Regions from separate parts of the Mus musculus genome. Here region 2 is linked to region 1. Evidence: chromatin contacts called from public HiChIP or PLAC-seq data. All regions are on one chromosome and are shown on one strand. Each heading gives the region's core, a stretch centred on a gene start, on an enhancer-like site or on the middle of the called end of the contact. The rest is flanking DNA. Distances are from core to core; before and after follow the strand shown. Region 1 overlaps Tmprss5 (transmembrane protease, serine 5 (spinesin)). Region 2 overlaps Ncam1 (neural cell adhesion molecule 1).

Region 1 (7,561 bases), core at 3,053-5,552:
AGGGGAAGACAGGATCTGGGGGGAGCCTGGAGACAGAAGAAGGTGCTGAAAAGGCACTATGTGTAGATGGATAAGCTTCTCTGTCATCTGTGCTGTGAAGACAGCCAGACAGAAAAGGGCTTACCCATGGAATGGAGGGATTTAAGGGTCATAGAGAGAACAGCTTAGCCTTACAGTCCTGTCACTGTGTGGATGATCCATGGTTTTGGTAGAAATTGTTTTTATTGAGAGACAGACAGACAAATAGAAACACAGGATAATCTAACAGACAGTCCTGTGCCCCTCTTACTGATTAATTGAGGTCTGTCTATAGGCAATGTGGCTGGTAGAGACTCTTTAGGAGGCAGGCCTACCCCTACTGCAGTACTGACTTCCTAGGCACGTTGAGCCTTTCTGGAGAATGTTCCTCCCCATTCCCAGTCTCTCTGTGACTTTCTCTGCACTTTCTTCAAGTGTTGTATCTATGGCCAGCTGCCTCTCCATCCATCTCTGGGACGTTGCAGGAGGAGGAGATGACTTTGAACTGTCCAGGAGTGAGCCGTGAGGAAGAGCTCCTTCCATCTCTTCCCAAAACAGGTGGGCACTGTCCTCAAAGCTACAGGATGCAGTCTTGCTCTAGCTTAGGGCCCTTTACTGCTTCAGGACCGAAATGAAGGACCAGCAGTTTGCAATCACCCATCTGTCTCTTCCTCTACTGGAATGGGGCTCAGCTCCTTGTCTCTAGAGGACAAGGAGCTGAGCTCTGCAGCACTGAGCTCGGATTTAGGGTTTGCAGGCTCCCCTGAGGAGTCCTCTAACCTTTAGCTGGTGTGTGGTTAGGAGGCCAGGCCAGTAGAGAAATGGAAGCTTGTCATTTGGGGTAGTGTGAGCTAGCAATGAGGGGTTGGGGGGAGAGGAGCTAGTGGTACGGGGTGGCAGTGTGTGAACAACAGGGCCACTAGAACATCTGGGGACATCACTCCATATTGTCTCCTGACTGCCTCCACTGTCCATTCTTCCAGGTAAGAGGTGGGGTTCACAGAGTACAATGCTGTCCAAAGACTGGATGCTAGAAAGAGTTACAGAAGTTAGATCAAGCCTGGGGTTTTCTCATATTTTTTTGCTAGATGCATGGCCTTGGGTACATTATTTCTTTGAGCTTCTATTTCTTTCTATGCACAGTGAAAATGAAAAGTATTTACTGCGTACACTTGTAGCAAGAAAGCATGAAAACTCATAAAAGAAGCTTAGTTGTGAGCTTTTGTATCTGTCATCTGGCCTGCCATAACAAAGCACTACAGACAGGGCAGGGTGTGTGTGTTTATTTTCTCACAGAGTGGATGCTAGACATCCAGTTACAAAGAGCCGGTAGCTTGGTTCCTGGCTCCCCACAGAATCCTCCTATAGTATCTTCTGTTCTGGGAAGTGGGGAAGGAAAGAATGAATGAGCTGATGTCTCCTATAAGGACACTGGCCCACCTGGACCAGCACCCCAGGTCCTCATTTCATCTTTAAGTGTATAATGCATCCAAGCTGGCCTCTAACTCAGTATTCAAGCCGAGGATGGGCTTGAATGCAGGATCCTCCTGCCTCTACCTCCAGAGTGTAGGGATTACAGGCAGGTTCCACCACACCCAGCACTGGGAATTAAATCCAGGACTATGTGCATGCTAGGGAAGCATTTTGTCAATGAAGCTGTAGAACAAGGCCCTTTGTTTAATCTTAATTATCTTATTCAAGACTCTGTCTCCAAACACAGTTACACTGACTGAAGGAGAGGGGAGGGAGGAGGGAGGAAGGGAGGGAGGGAGGGAGAGAAAGAGATTGAGAGAGAGAATCTATAACAACACGGGGGAAAAGTAGTTTATAAATATTAAATATTATTGTCATAATTTTTGGCTTATGTCCTGGTTCCATCCCTTGTTGATCTTATGGTTGCCTTCACCTTTGTGCCTCTATATCTGCTCTGTTGAGGGAGGTAACTGCCTTCTTGTAGGGCTGTTGTGGTTAAGAGTATGGCAGGACACCCCCCTTTTTTTTTTTTTTTTTTTTTTTTTTTTTACTTTGTGTGTGTGTGCTTGTGTGCATCTGCCACTGAATGAATGTGGGTGTCAGAGGACAATTTGTTGGCTTTCTTTCGATCACCTGGGCTGTGGGGGCTCAGTCCAGGTTGTCAAGGTTGACAACAAGTGTCTTTATCTGCTGAGTCATCTCACTTGCCTCAGAGCACCTTTTAAAGTGCACGGTCAAAACACGGGACTGAAATATCTACAACAAGGTAGGTTTTGTTTTCAGAACTGACCAGACACCCAGGGGAGCAGGGAAGCAGACCTGGGGTGACCCACGTGTCCAGCTCCTCTGGACTGGGCGGCAGGAGGGTTTTCACATGAGGGTTTTAGTATCTTTCAGAATAAATGGAGAGGATCTTCTGCTTCAAGTACAAGTAAGAGCTCGGCCAGACTGGCTCCTGGTCTGCCACGAGGGCTGGAGCCCCGCCCTGGGCATGCACATCTGCAAGAGTCTTGGGCATATCAGGTAACAACCAGACTTGCAGGGCTGGATGGCATGTGGGGGGGGGGGGCTGGAGTTGGGACTATGCCTTCAGAAATCGCCTTCATGCTCTGGCCCATTCACAGTGCTGTCGCGTCTGTCTCACGCACAGTGTGGTTCTGACCTCCTGACCTCACTCATGCCTTAGTTGGAAGCCGACTTCCTCCTGTTTTCTCTTCTTCTGCCCAGGCTTACTCAACACAAGGCCGTGAATCTGTCTGACATCAAGCTCAACAGATCCCAGGAGTTTGCTCAACTCTCTGCTAGACCGGGAGGCCTTGTAGAGGAGTCATGGAAACCCAGGTAGGGCTTCTGTGGGTTAGGTGAGTGGTGGGCAGGCTAGAAAGATCTTCCTGCAGGGGAGCCTGATGGTGAGGGTGTGGGCAGAGAAGAACATTTCCCAGTCAGAGGCAACAAACCTGGGTCACATGCCCTGTTATATGGTATTTATCTCACACGAGAAATGCAAGGCTTGGCATGTAACTCTGAGGCTGTAGAGTGCTTGCCTAGCATATAAAGCCCTGGGTTCAATCCTTAACTGAATAAACTGTGAGGTGTTGTTGCTTAAATTCTAAGCAGGAGGTAGAGGCAGGAGCGTCAGCAAGCTCATCACAATAGAGTTTGAGGTTAGCCTGGGATTCAGGAAACTATCTCAAAACAAATAAACAAACAAACAAGCAAGCAAGGAAGCAAACACACACACACACACACACACACACACACACACAGAGCCTAAAACCAAAGCCAAAACCACCCTCCTCCCAAGATTGTTAGTTCCTGGGACAGGATTCAGAATGGTCCCCTTCCACCCCCTCTGTTGGCTTTATGTTGCTTTGACCAAATACGTCGTGAAAGGCAGTGTAAGGGAAGAAAAGCTTCTTTGCTTCACAATTGTAGATGGTTCAGCCAGTGATTGCTTGGCTCCCTGTGCTAGGTCAGAGCATCATGGCGACAGGAAAGGGTACAGGAGGAGGCTGCTTATGTGGACAGAAGAGGGAGGGTTCTGGGCTTAGGATAAGCTATAATTCTCAAGGACACGCCTCCAGTGACCCGCTTCCTCTAGGTAGGCTCTACTGCTTAAAATCGCCAGAACGTCTAAAAACAGTGCCACGGGCTGAGGGCCAGGCACCCTGCCGGTGAACTTTTGGTGGGTCATTTTGTATTCAAACCATAGTTCACTTTTAAAGGTAGGGAAACTGAGGCTCAGCGAGGTTAAACAGCCTTATCCAAGGCAGTATGACCAATAAACAGCCAATCTGGGGCCAGGCTCACGATACCAGGTCAGGGGACCCATGTGGCTATGCTTGACTTGCATAATTCTTCTGTCTCAGCAGAAAAGCAAATGAGAGCATCCCAAAGAAAGAGTCTCAGAATGGACCACACCTCTCACTATACCCCAGGCAGCACAAGCTGGGAGGTCTTTGTCCGGCTTAGGCTCCTTCAAACTGCCTGAAGCCTCGAGGGTGTGGGCAGGCAGAAGCCTCAGCTCCACTCTTAGAAATGCACTGGAGGCAGAGTGACGGACCCCAGCTGTCCCTTTTTCTTTGTGGAATTCCCAAGTCCTCCAGGAGGGCAGAAGGGCTACAGGGTTAGGAAAGCAGAAGCCAGGGAGTGAGTTGTCGGAGGGAGGGAAGAGATGGGAAGGGCAAGGCAAGAATGTAAGATCAAAAAAGGCAGTTGGGTTTTATGCTAAGGGGCAGGAAGGAACACAAGAAGAAAAGAATGTCTATGCAGGCCCTGGATAAAGGGCCTGGGACAGAGAAGAGGCCCGGCCTGGAGGAGGCCTGGGTGGAGGGCTCTTTTCATTCACAACACCATGGCCATTCATGAGCACCTATTTACTCAGAGCAATGGAAACAGCTGGACTTTCTCATCTGTCAGTTCTCTGTGGTAAATATGGATCCTATCCAAGCAGATCTTCCAGGACTGTGAAGGCTTTCTGTTTCCCTCTGGATGCTGGGGTGGAATGGGCAGGCTGCTGTCCTGGGATGGACCCGGTTGTTTGTGAAGGGTGGGAGAAAACAGTAAAAATGGTGGCATCTTAAGGTTGGGACTACAGGATGGCTTTAAGAACCACAGAGCTAGGACGATTGTGGTGGTAAAGGCCTGTAACCCTAGCACTTGGGAAGCCGTGGCAAGGTCAGACCATTCTTGGCTAGAGAGTGAGTTTGGGGCCAGCTTGGGCCCCATGATATACTGTCTTAAGAAGGCAAAGTAAAACTGTGAGGGACCCCCTGACCACTCCCCATACCCTTGGGTATACGTGGCCTTTATGTGGCACCACCCAGCATCTTAGGAACACCCCTATTTTGCAGCGCTAACTGTCCTTCTGGCCGAATTGTTTCTCTCAAATGTTCTGGTGAGTCACATCCTGTGATCAGGAAGTTGGTGGTGAGAGGGAGGGAATCTTTCAGTTCTCCCGAGTGCGGAATTGCTGTATGGAGGGGCTCACTCAGGTTCCTGTGTGTGTGCATATGAGTTGGGTTGGGGGTGCCCTTGCCTTTCTGTTGGGCTCCTTTGCAGATACAACCTGCTTAAATAGAGTCCTTTGCTGTCTCCATCATGTGTCCCATCAGCCCCTGTGCTGGGCCGATGGTCTCTCTACTTCACTTCTGCCACTCTCTGCCCCTTCCTTCTGAAGAAGGATGCCTCTAAGTGGCATTATTACTGGTTGCAAAGATGCAAACTCTTAGTGGCTTCAAGAGACTAAGGGGTGGGCAGTACATTAGAGCCAAGTGATAAACATTGCACAGGGTTCCTTCACTCACTTTCCCATACACCTGCCTATTCATCAGTCTGTTCTCAAACCCAACATGCCTGGGCACTTTGATTTGTACAGTGGGATGGGCATTAGAGCTCCATCGACCCCATAGACATGGTCCCTGCTCTCCGCAGGTGCACAGGCGAAAGTAACCAATATAGTTATCTTCCTGTCCCCCTATTTATATTAAGAATAATAGAGATGAGCTGTCTACCCCAGCCCTCCCTCTGCACTCGGCACTTTTTCTTTCTATCCCAGCCTTTTCTGTTTGCAGAGTGTGGGGCAAGGCCTCTGGCTTCTCGAATAGTTGGCGGCCAAGCTGTGGCTTCTGGGCGCTGGCCATGGCAAGCTAGCGTGATGCTTGGCTCCCGGCACACGTGTGGGGCCTCTGTGTTGGCACCACACTGGGTAGTGACTGCTGCCCACTGCATGTACAGGTGAGTCTTGGTGGTGGATGGGGGGTGGGGGTGGGTGTGAGTCACAGTCACCTTTCTGTTTGTCACTTTGTATGTCCTGACTAAAATCTCTGTTTCTAGCTGTCTGTCTCCAGGAAGTGAGGGCAATGTCCTTGTTTAATGCCAAGTTCAGCTCTGCATCAATAGCAGCCATAACACAAAGACTGGTTCCTTATGTTCCCTGTCCTCTATGTGTGTATGCATATTCCCTTGTATGTGCATGTATATGCATGTGTGTATGTGTGCTCTTGTGGGTATGGATGTGCACGTGGAGGCTAGAAGTCAGTGTCAAGTGACTCAATTGCTTTCCACCTTATACTCTTTAAGATTTAATTTTAAATTATGCGTCCATGTCTACATCTTTGTGTGTGTATGTGGGTCGTCCAGCACACTCCAGGAATCTGCCTATCTCTGCCTCCCTAGTGTTAGATTATGGACATATACAACGGTGCCTGGCTTTTTATGTGGGTGTTGGGGGATCTGAACTCAGCTCCTCACGTTTGGATGGGGAAAGCACTTTGCTGACTGGACTGTCTTTCAGTCCAGCACCTGAGCAACTTCTGCATGCCCAGTGTCTTGCCAGCCACTGGGGATAATATTAAGAAACATGATTTCTGGGTTCCAGGAGCTTCCCGGCTTGAGACAGTGGTCATTAATGGTTTCCCTAGGGAGTTCCCTCCACCTACCACCTTACTTCTATCCACCTTCCCTTCACCTTTCCTCCCTCCCTGGGCTCAGTAGGTTTCTATGTGCAGTTTCAGGCTGTCCCGCCTATCCAGCTGGCGGGTTCATGCAGGGCTGGTCAGCCACGGTGCTGTCCGACAACACCAGGGAACTATGGTGGAGAAGATCATTCCCCACCCTTTGTACAGTGCCCAGAACCATGACTATGATGTGGCTCTGCTGCAGCTCCGGACACCAATCAACTTCTCAGGTGAGGCTCTGGCCTTGGAATGAGCAGGCTGGGTGCAGTGGTGTCTAAGGCACAAAGACTGATGGGAGGAACGGTGAGCCGACTCCCAAGACTTCCTGTAGCACTGCAGATCTTAAGCCCATCATGGGGATGATAGGGTGTGTGTGTTTTCCTGAGAGTGAAATCACACTTACAAGGCCCTTTCCACAGTAGGGCTGCAGGTGGCATTTGCTTTGAGTCCTAAGCAGAACTTTACTTGTGCTTTTGCCACCAGTAGCTGGCTCCACTCATGTTCCCAGGCTGGATCCAAGTCCAGCCACTTTGTGACACATTACAGGAAAAGAGATTTCTTATTTATTTATTTATTCTCTCAAACCGCATAACGACTTCGATGAAGAAATCATATACAGACAAGAACACTGACATTTCGAGAAGGGTAAATAGACCCCTGAGTCCAGGGCCAGGGCTCTTCCTGCCACAGTACTTGCCCAACAAGGGTCTCCCTGAAACCACCTGCCTGCATGCTCTGACATACCTTCTCAAGAAATACATAAGTCGATAGAAACACGCACATGTGCACGCACTCACAGTCCCAAACACACACATTTATGAATTCACAAACACAGATCTGTAATTTGAAAACAAGATAGTCTTAAAATTCTAGGTTGGGAGACTTCTGTAAAAGTTGAGGAGCCAGGGTTGCCTTCTAGTTAGATGGGAGAGTGACAGCATCATGATGGGTGTGGTCCAACACCAACTGGAATCTTTCTCCCCGATGCAGTTACAAGGAAGTGTGTCTATGTTGTGGAATGCCAATGTACGACTTAAAATCATATTTGGTTCCACTCATAAAATATGTCACACACTTCTGGAAGTATAGTCCCAAGAAGGGCCAGTCATTCT
Region 2 (7,561 bases), core at 3,182-5,681, 420 kb after region 1:
GGGATTCAGTCCCTGCCTTAACCTCTCTTCTCTTCATTCAGTGTTTCATGATGGAACATAGTAAATAGCGTCTGGCTGATGGGCAGAGTTTCCGGTACTTGTTAAAAGCATCCCAGGCGATTTTGGGTAGGAGCAGATGGATAGAGAGTGGAATGGGGAAACACCTGACTTCATCAGCTGTTCTATGTACGATCCACTAACAAGAGCGATACTATTAGTTTATTTAAAGCATCTGAAATCAGGCCCAAGTCACTTAAATCCTTACTAATGACCAGGGGAGGGAGGTGGGAGCTGCCCTTAAAAAGCTTCACTCTCTTATTCTATAAATTTTACTTGCGCTAACTTCTCTTATCCCTCCTCCCTTTTTTGGGTTTTGTTGACCACTCCTGAAGATGGACCTCTCTTCAGGAGTGAACAAATTTCTTAGTTTCAATGCTGTGCTCCACTTTATCCTGAATCACAGCAGTGCACTGCAATAGCCAAATTTGTTTTTAAAAATCTCATCAAATTTCAAATTCAAACTTCAACATCTGCATACACTTAGCATCCTACAGGGAAGTCCCAGGGGCTATTTTTCTAGACCACTAACCATTTAGCAGTCACCATGACTCTGAAAGATGTCTACCCCTGCTGGAAGCCAACTTAAAGGAGAGAAAAGTCAATATATTTGGGGCAGGGAGTCCCAAAATCTTTAAGATTTAGTAATCTTAAACTTCCAATATTCTCTTTCCAAAGACTGACAGATTCAATACCAACTTTTAACATAGATCAAATTATTACTGTGGCTTGCAAGGTTTTTGGGACTTTTCTATTTCGTTGCATACCACGTAAAATATGAGACAAGTCATTGTTGGAGATGAAGGTGCCTCCTCTGCAAGTCCAGGAGTCTGGGTGTAAATGGGACTGGCTTTAGGGTCATGTTGCCACAGCTACAAAGAGGAAGTCCTCAGTGACTGTGAATGGAGGGAGGAGGAGAGGGGATACACACAAGGTAACAAATACAGGGAGTGTGACTCAGACCAGGAACAAAGACCATGCAAGACAAGCTACTGTGATTTTGACTCTGTGGATGTCGCCCAATCAATTCTCAGAGAAATGAGGTCAGAGGTGAGGTCAAATGGAGGGGAGGCTCTTGCATGCGCAAGCACACTGGGTGGTTATTGGTGTTAGTCTGGCTACGTGATCACTGCAGCCTGTATGTGTCTTTAGGGTGTGATGCGAAGTAACACTTTAGTTAGGAGAGAACAGAATGCCTGTGACTCCCAGGGGAGGCTCTGAACAGGTCTGAGTTCAGTGGGGGAAGCTGAGAGCCGACGCCTCCTTCTCTCTTGATGGTGAGTGAGAAATGCTTTAACAAGGTTGTGACAGGCGCAATATTAACTAATTATTTCGTCACCGTTCTGCGCTTCATCAGGCTATAATTTTATTTCCTTTTCTGTAGGGTCAATCATGTGCTTCTTGATTACACGGAGACTTCCAGTCACTGTTAATTGCCAAGTGACTTTTGCTTGATTTGTGCCCCCTGCTTGGGGGAGGGCCACTTTGGGGAAGTGACACCTCAGTCATCAATCCAAATTCTCACTTCAGAAAAGTCCTCCATTTATGCAAATCTCGTGAAGCACTCTCGGGTTTTACAGGAGAGCAACCTTTGCACGGATCTCTCTCTCTTCCTGGAGCATTTCAAGGTTGCAAAATATTTCCAAAGGGGTTGTAACACATTTTGCAGAAATTGTAGTTGATGGAGCTACTGGATACACAATTAAGCAAAGAGGCTAATTTTCAAAGCATATTTCTGGGAAATAATGTTTATGAAGGTCTGTTAAAAATTCAAGTTCCCCCACTGTGCTGTGACTAACATGGCTTTACTGAGAGGGCAGTTGGTATGACCAGATTTCTTGAGGGAAAAATATTAAACTAAAGGCTGTCAAGTTATCAAATTGCCATGTCAAGGTTGCAAGGACTGTTGAATTCTAGACATGAATTGATGGCAAGAGCAAATCTTTCAAATGTCTTTGCTGTATCTATTGGAGACAGGGAGAAAATTCGTGCCAGGCTGTGGCTCCAGGTTTATTCCTCTAATCAGAACAAAGAGCTTTTACCTTCTGTTCACCAGCGTGGACGACATCATCAGCACCATGCAAGCCACATGACAAAGTCACATGATACGCACGCACATGATTGGTTGAAAGGAAAGTGGAGGAGGTCACATGAAAAATACAAAAAAATTAAAAACTGATGTAAACAATGGGCAGGGAGAAAAAAACCAACAACAAAATCACAGACTAAATAAAAGGAGAAACCAAATTAAATTAGCAGCTTATATAGGAAACATCGGGAGGGCAGACATATTGCCCAGAAAGAGGAGAATCACAAACTATATAGCGCATTTAGTTAACAACACCAGTAAGCATTAGATACAGTTGCAACATTGCATATTAATACCACACCAAGGAGCATGAACACTTTTAAAATGAGGGGGTGTTTCCATCAAGGCCCAGATGCCAATCAAGGTCAATCCCAGAGCCTGTTAAAGGGAAAGAAAAACAACAGCAAATTATTTATTCACAGAAACTGGACCGGTCTCAGCATCCTTGGGGGAAGTGATGGCAGTGAGCCTTAGGTCATCAGGGAAGGGTCCTGAAAGAATAATAGATTGTGTTTAATTAGTGAGAGTCATTCCGTGTTTGTCCTGGTCAAATAGGAGAGGGAGATGACTGAAGGACCCTGGGTAGATTCTGGCCAGAAAGGGACAGCTTGGAGGGTCTAATTCCACTTCCTTATGGCACACTCGTGATGTTCTTAACACCCTATGGGACTCCACAGAGTCAAGGCACACAGAAACGGAGAAGGCCACAGAGGTAAAGGACTAAGCACCTTCTTGGCAACTGAGGCTACGGCTGCATTAATACCAAATAGCAGGAACCAGCCCTGGTCCAGCACACAGAGGGTGGCATTAACCACACACTTGACTACTCATGGATCCAATGCTGCCTTCAGAGTTGCCAAGACTACATGGATAAGACAGGATCTCGAGGTTTACGGTGTAAACCAGGGTTTCAGTTCACCTATGTTCCTTTTGCCATGTGCTTTACCCCACATTACAGTTTGTGACTGAATGACCGACCCTAAGAGTCTTAAGTTTCCTAATTGTAACTTTCACAGGCCTGGGTGTTGGGGGAAGGAAGTTCTAGCTTTTGACAGTTGAGGTTAAGAGAAAAGGGAAAAGATGTAAGGTCAAGACATCTTTTGAAAGCATGCTTCTGTTGAATGAGCGAGAAGCGCTTTAGCTGTGAGTGTCATATCCCTGTCCCACTGTGAGCTGACAGAATGCACGGTCTTATGGTCTATCATGACACAGGTTCTTCCCAAGCAAGCCTGGAAGGGCTTATATGTGACAAGTAGTTTCTCTTGATACGCTTTATGAAAACTTCCTTCACCTATGGTTATAAACAGATTATTACCACACATAGATATACACACACACACACATATACACCACACACACACACACACACACACACACACACATACATATACACTCAGAAACACACATACACACAACTACACCTCTGTAGGAGATATTATTTAATTTCACCCGTGTTGTCTGACTGACTGACGGAGTTCTACATGACCCCAGCTACTCGGCTTCCTTTGCACGGTGGCTCACATCCTCTGCATCTTGATCCTATGGTGACTAATACATTCCTGCTAACTCAGGCTGCTGCCAATCGGGATACCCTATGCTTTATCTCACTGTCCTCTGGGACTTATGATTTGGGTCAGTAGTCAAGTGGTTCAAATAAAACAGACTCCAACCTCCTGCTCAGATTTCACAACTAAGCATCTTATCTGTGGGTAGAAATGTCTGAAGAAATATAAAAACCGAAACACCCGTCAGGGGAGAAATATTTCATTCCTCTTCAGGAGAAGTCTGGAGCCAAGATTGTGTTTCATTGACAGACAAGACCAAAGATGCAAAGCGGTGTCTCAAACAGGACAGGGTTGTGCAAATGGGTCCTGTAGCTTTCTCCTATTTCCTGGGACTTATATAGCAGGAGGGATGGGGGCGGGGGGAGGGGGGAGGGGGGGAGGGCGGAGCCACTGTGGTAGAGGGGAGTAGTTAGAAGAATTCCTCTTTCAAATGCAAATACACCACAAACAAACAAGAAAACCCTCCAACCCGTGCAAATGAGCCCAGCTTATTGTCATGCTTGTTCCTCTCACAAAACCAAACCACAAAGGCATCAGGAACTGAAAGTCATTGCAGCCACACACAGAGGACCACTGAGAAAGCAGCCCCCGTAGCTGTCTACCACAGGAGGAAAACAACAACAACAAAAAAAACCATTCCATGCAGTATACACAACCAGGAAGCACGGTTCTCCCCTCTTTAATTATGTATGGGAGGCCTTAGCCAGGGTGTGGGAGCTGAACTCCGTAGACCCGTCATCACCTGCCTTAGCTGACTGCTGCTTGGTGGGAGGCAGGACCAGCTCTCCCTGGCCTCCAGCCTCAAGTGCTGTAATATACACAGTCACAGTGCAAAGGCTCTTGTTGCCTAGCCGAGGGCCTTAGGCCCCCAGCACCCATGTGGCCTCACATCATTAAGGCCAGCCTGGATGCCTGCAGCTCGGACTCAGCCAGGTTTTCAGGCTAGTCTAGGGGGATGCTCTTGTCCCTTGGATCCTACTGTCTGGAGAGGACGTCTAGCCCTTCCAACCCAGCAGCCTAGGAGGTGGCATTGTTCTATTATTTTTCTAGCACCAAGTGTTCGGGGGACCAGAATGAAGGGGGACAGAGCTACAGGCTCTGTTGTGAGACACGGGCTGCCATGTTGTCAGGGGCACAGGTCCTTCTCCTTTTCTCTGAGCAGCTCTCTCCACTTCCTCTGGTTTCCTCTTGCTCCCAGGCCTTCCTCACTTTATTATATTGCGCTCTCTCTCTCTCTCTCTCTCTCTCTCTCTCTCTCTCTCTCTCTCTCTCTCTCTGTGTGTGTGTGTGTGTGTGTGTGTGTGTGTGTGTGTGTGTGTACGAGCACAATCCCATGAGGCATGAACAGTAAAACTGTGGGAAGGAGTTGCCATACTTTGCTCCCCCCCCATGTTTTCCCAATTCTTTTCTGTTTTAAACACAAATGTCAATATGGAAAGGTCTCCACAAGCACAAACAGCCACCCCTTATTCTTTTGGAGGCGACTCCATTTGCTTTCTTGGCTAAACAGACAGCATGCTTAGAAACCACTCAAGGCTGGGAGCCTCCATGCAGTCACACTGTAGACTGTGCTACTGCGAGCAGAGCAGAGGCGCTGCCCAGAGCAGCCGGCTCTGTACTCACTAGACAGGTCTGTGGTTGGAAGGACAGGAAGAGGCCAGGTTGCTATGGAAACATGAAGGTTGGAAAGGGCACTAAATGGTGAGGGCCAGAAAGGACATAAAACTCACATACCCAAAAGTACAAATTATGCATATCAGTGTGTGTATGTATATATATATATACACACACGTATGTATCAGAGACATATATATATATATATGTGTGTGTGTATATACACACACACATATGTATCAGAGACAGTGCGTCAGTCACTCATTCCTATTGCCCCAATTTATCAATATTAATATAAATATTTTGGAGAGCTTATCAAAGATAATCTTTTTTTTTTTTGCTTACAAAGGACTCATGCAGCAAGAGATAAGATATCCCCAAATACTTTTTTGGTTAAATCCAGTTACTAAATGCTGGACATTATATTTTGTGTACTTTTCATTTCTTTCTTTCTTTCTTTCTTTCTTTCTTTCTTTCTTTCTTTCTTTCTTTCTTTCCTTCCTTCCTTCCTTCCTTCCTTCCTTCCTTCCTTCCTTCCTTCTTTCCTTCTTTCTTTCTTTCTTTCTTTCTTTCTTTCTTTCTTTCTTTCTTTCTTTCTTTCTTTCTTTCTTCTTTACAAATATGCATACCATAAAGGGGAGTCTATCTTTAGTTTTGGAGATAAGAAATCTGAGATTTGGGGATTCCGAAGAGACTCCTCTGTGGTCATGAGGTCACAGGTCGAAGGTCAGAGCAGAGACTGGAGCTGCTGGCAGGCTGCTTCCGAGGCCACAGGGCATAGCTTGGATTGAGATGGTAGGGAGGATTCTTATTCAAAATGATGGGAAGAGAGATTGAGGCTGAGTCCAATCCATGGGGGCTTCTGCAATATTATGGAGAATAAAGCCATCTAGGCAGGGCCATGCTGCTGTGTGCTGCTCTGGGCTTGTGGGGACATCACCCCAGACATTATTCATTTAATGTCTCACGTTGTCACCCTCACCCCGCAGCCTTACCCTCCCCCTACTAGAAAGCCAGGTTCAAGTTTCCAAAGAGTGGACCTGTTCCACTCCTCCAGATTCAAAGAACTAAAGTATAGCACAGTAAAGAGAATTGAGAGGAAAAAACCAGGCTCCCCCAATGTGACAAAGGCCCAGCTGGGTCGGTGAGGCCCGCCCAGGGTAAGCAAAGCAGAGCTTGATAAATGCTGTAATCTTTGTTATTTTCTTTACGATGGTTATGCAGCGGGAGTAGGCTCACCATTTGATTTTAGAGCAGAGATCAGCAAGCATCACTTGTGAAGTGTTAAGTAATTTGTGCGGCCCATCTGTGAGCAGGCACCGTTAACTTCCCCACAAATATTTATGAGGGGTCTATGCACTTACAGACATAGTGAAAGCTACAGGCTGCACTCTCTAATTTCAGAGCTTAAGTCCAACTAAAATAAAGGGTAAAAACACAACGCCTCAAACCATTTTACATGACCCTGCAGACAGGGCCGAGATTTTTTTTCCCTTGGTAAATTCCTTTGGCTTTTCCAAATATCGGCTTTGGTCTGACCTGCTGGGAATCATACCACAAGTATACAAAGCAGCCTCAGGACAGCTGTCTGCAGGGTGTCCTAGCCAAAGCAAAGCTCTTCTCTTGTCTGCCCTGAGAGGCCCTGTGTCTATTCCTTTTTCCCTTTGCTTACTAAAAAAATCCCCCAAGGTGACTCTCCATTGCCAGAGCTGAGTTATCACCGTAGGCAGAGGAGTCGCACCGGGTGGAAAGGTACCTGCAGGGATGGGGGTGAAGAGAGCAATACTCACTAGCTCGAGGAGACAACGGAACAAGAGTGGAAGAGTTAGCAGGAGCCACTGGAGAAACAAGAAATGAAGGTGAAAAAAAAAGTGGTAAATAGATCACTGGGAGCACACGGATGCCGAATTGAAAAAAAAAATGGGAGTAGCAATCCTGGGGTGCTGGTATGAGGAGCCGGTGGGGAGCAAAGCTGGAAAGAGAAAAAGTGCACGCGACAGGTGGTTGGCACGCTAGCGGGCAGTACACAGGGCTCTCTTCTAAGTGTGCACCTTGAGCCCAAGAGCCTGCTAAGGCTGGCATGCAGGTAAGGAATTGGCCAGGAGCAGCTGAAGAGGCCTCAAACCTGAACAGCACACAAACAGCCACCTGGGCAGGATCTCACCTGTGCCCATAAGCTCTGAGGGACAGGAGGACAGACACCTAGGCCTCAGTTCAATGGGAGCCTTAGCAAGGA

The links. HiChIP or PLAC-seq counts read pairs in DNA pulled down with a chosen protein or histone mark.
Region 2: a contact with region 1 is called in an H3K27ac HiChIP or PLAC-seq map of embryonic stem cells, with 2.7 times the contacts expected there. The contact joins two enhancer-like sites. A contact is called at or near these places in 1 of 115 datasets of contacts at active chromatin or transcription factors (embryonic stem cells) and 1 of 9 other capture datasets (liver).

The regions. Positions count from the first base shown.
Region 1 is chr9:49,106,624-49,114,184 of GRCm38.p6, forward strand. Tmprss5 (transmembrane protease, serine 5 (spinesin)) reads left to right here. Exons shown (of 13, transcript NM_001359460.1): 4 at 454-576; 5 at 2,379-2,514; 6 at 2,719-2,832; 7 at 4,845-4,888; 8 at 5,565-5,727; 9 at 6,501-6,679. Among named protein-coding and RNA genes, the nearest start is that of Tmprss5, 7.7 kb to the left of the region's middle. Within about 2 kb of position 4,303, at least 30 of the 459 cell types and tissues checked have an H3K27ac peak or open chromatin away from gene starts, as enhancers often do. A contact at or near this core is called in embryonic stem cells, where this site is marked.
Region 2 is chr9:49,529,875-49,537,435 of GRCm38.p6, forward strand. All of the region lies in intron 13 of Ncam1 (neural cell adhesion molecule 1), which reads right to left. The region is part of intron 2 of Gm11149 (predicted gene 11149); the gene reads left to right. Among named protein-coding and RNA genes, the nearest start is that of Gm11149, 15 kb to the left of the region's middle. Within about 2 kb of position 4,432, at least 66 of the 459 cell types and tissues checked have an H3K27ac peak or open chromatin away from gene starts, as enhancers often do. A contact at or near this core is called in embryonic stem cells, where this site is marked.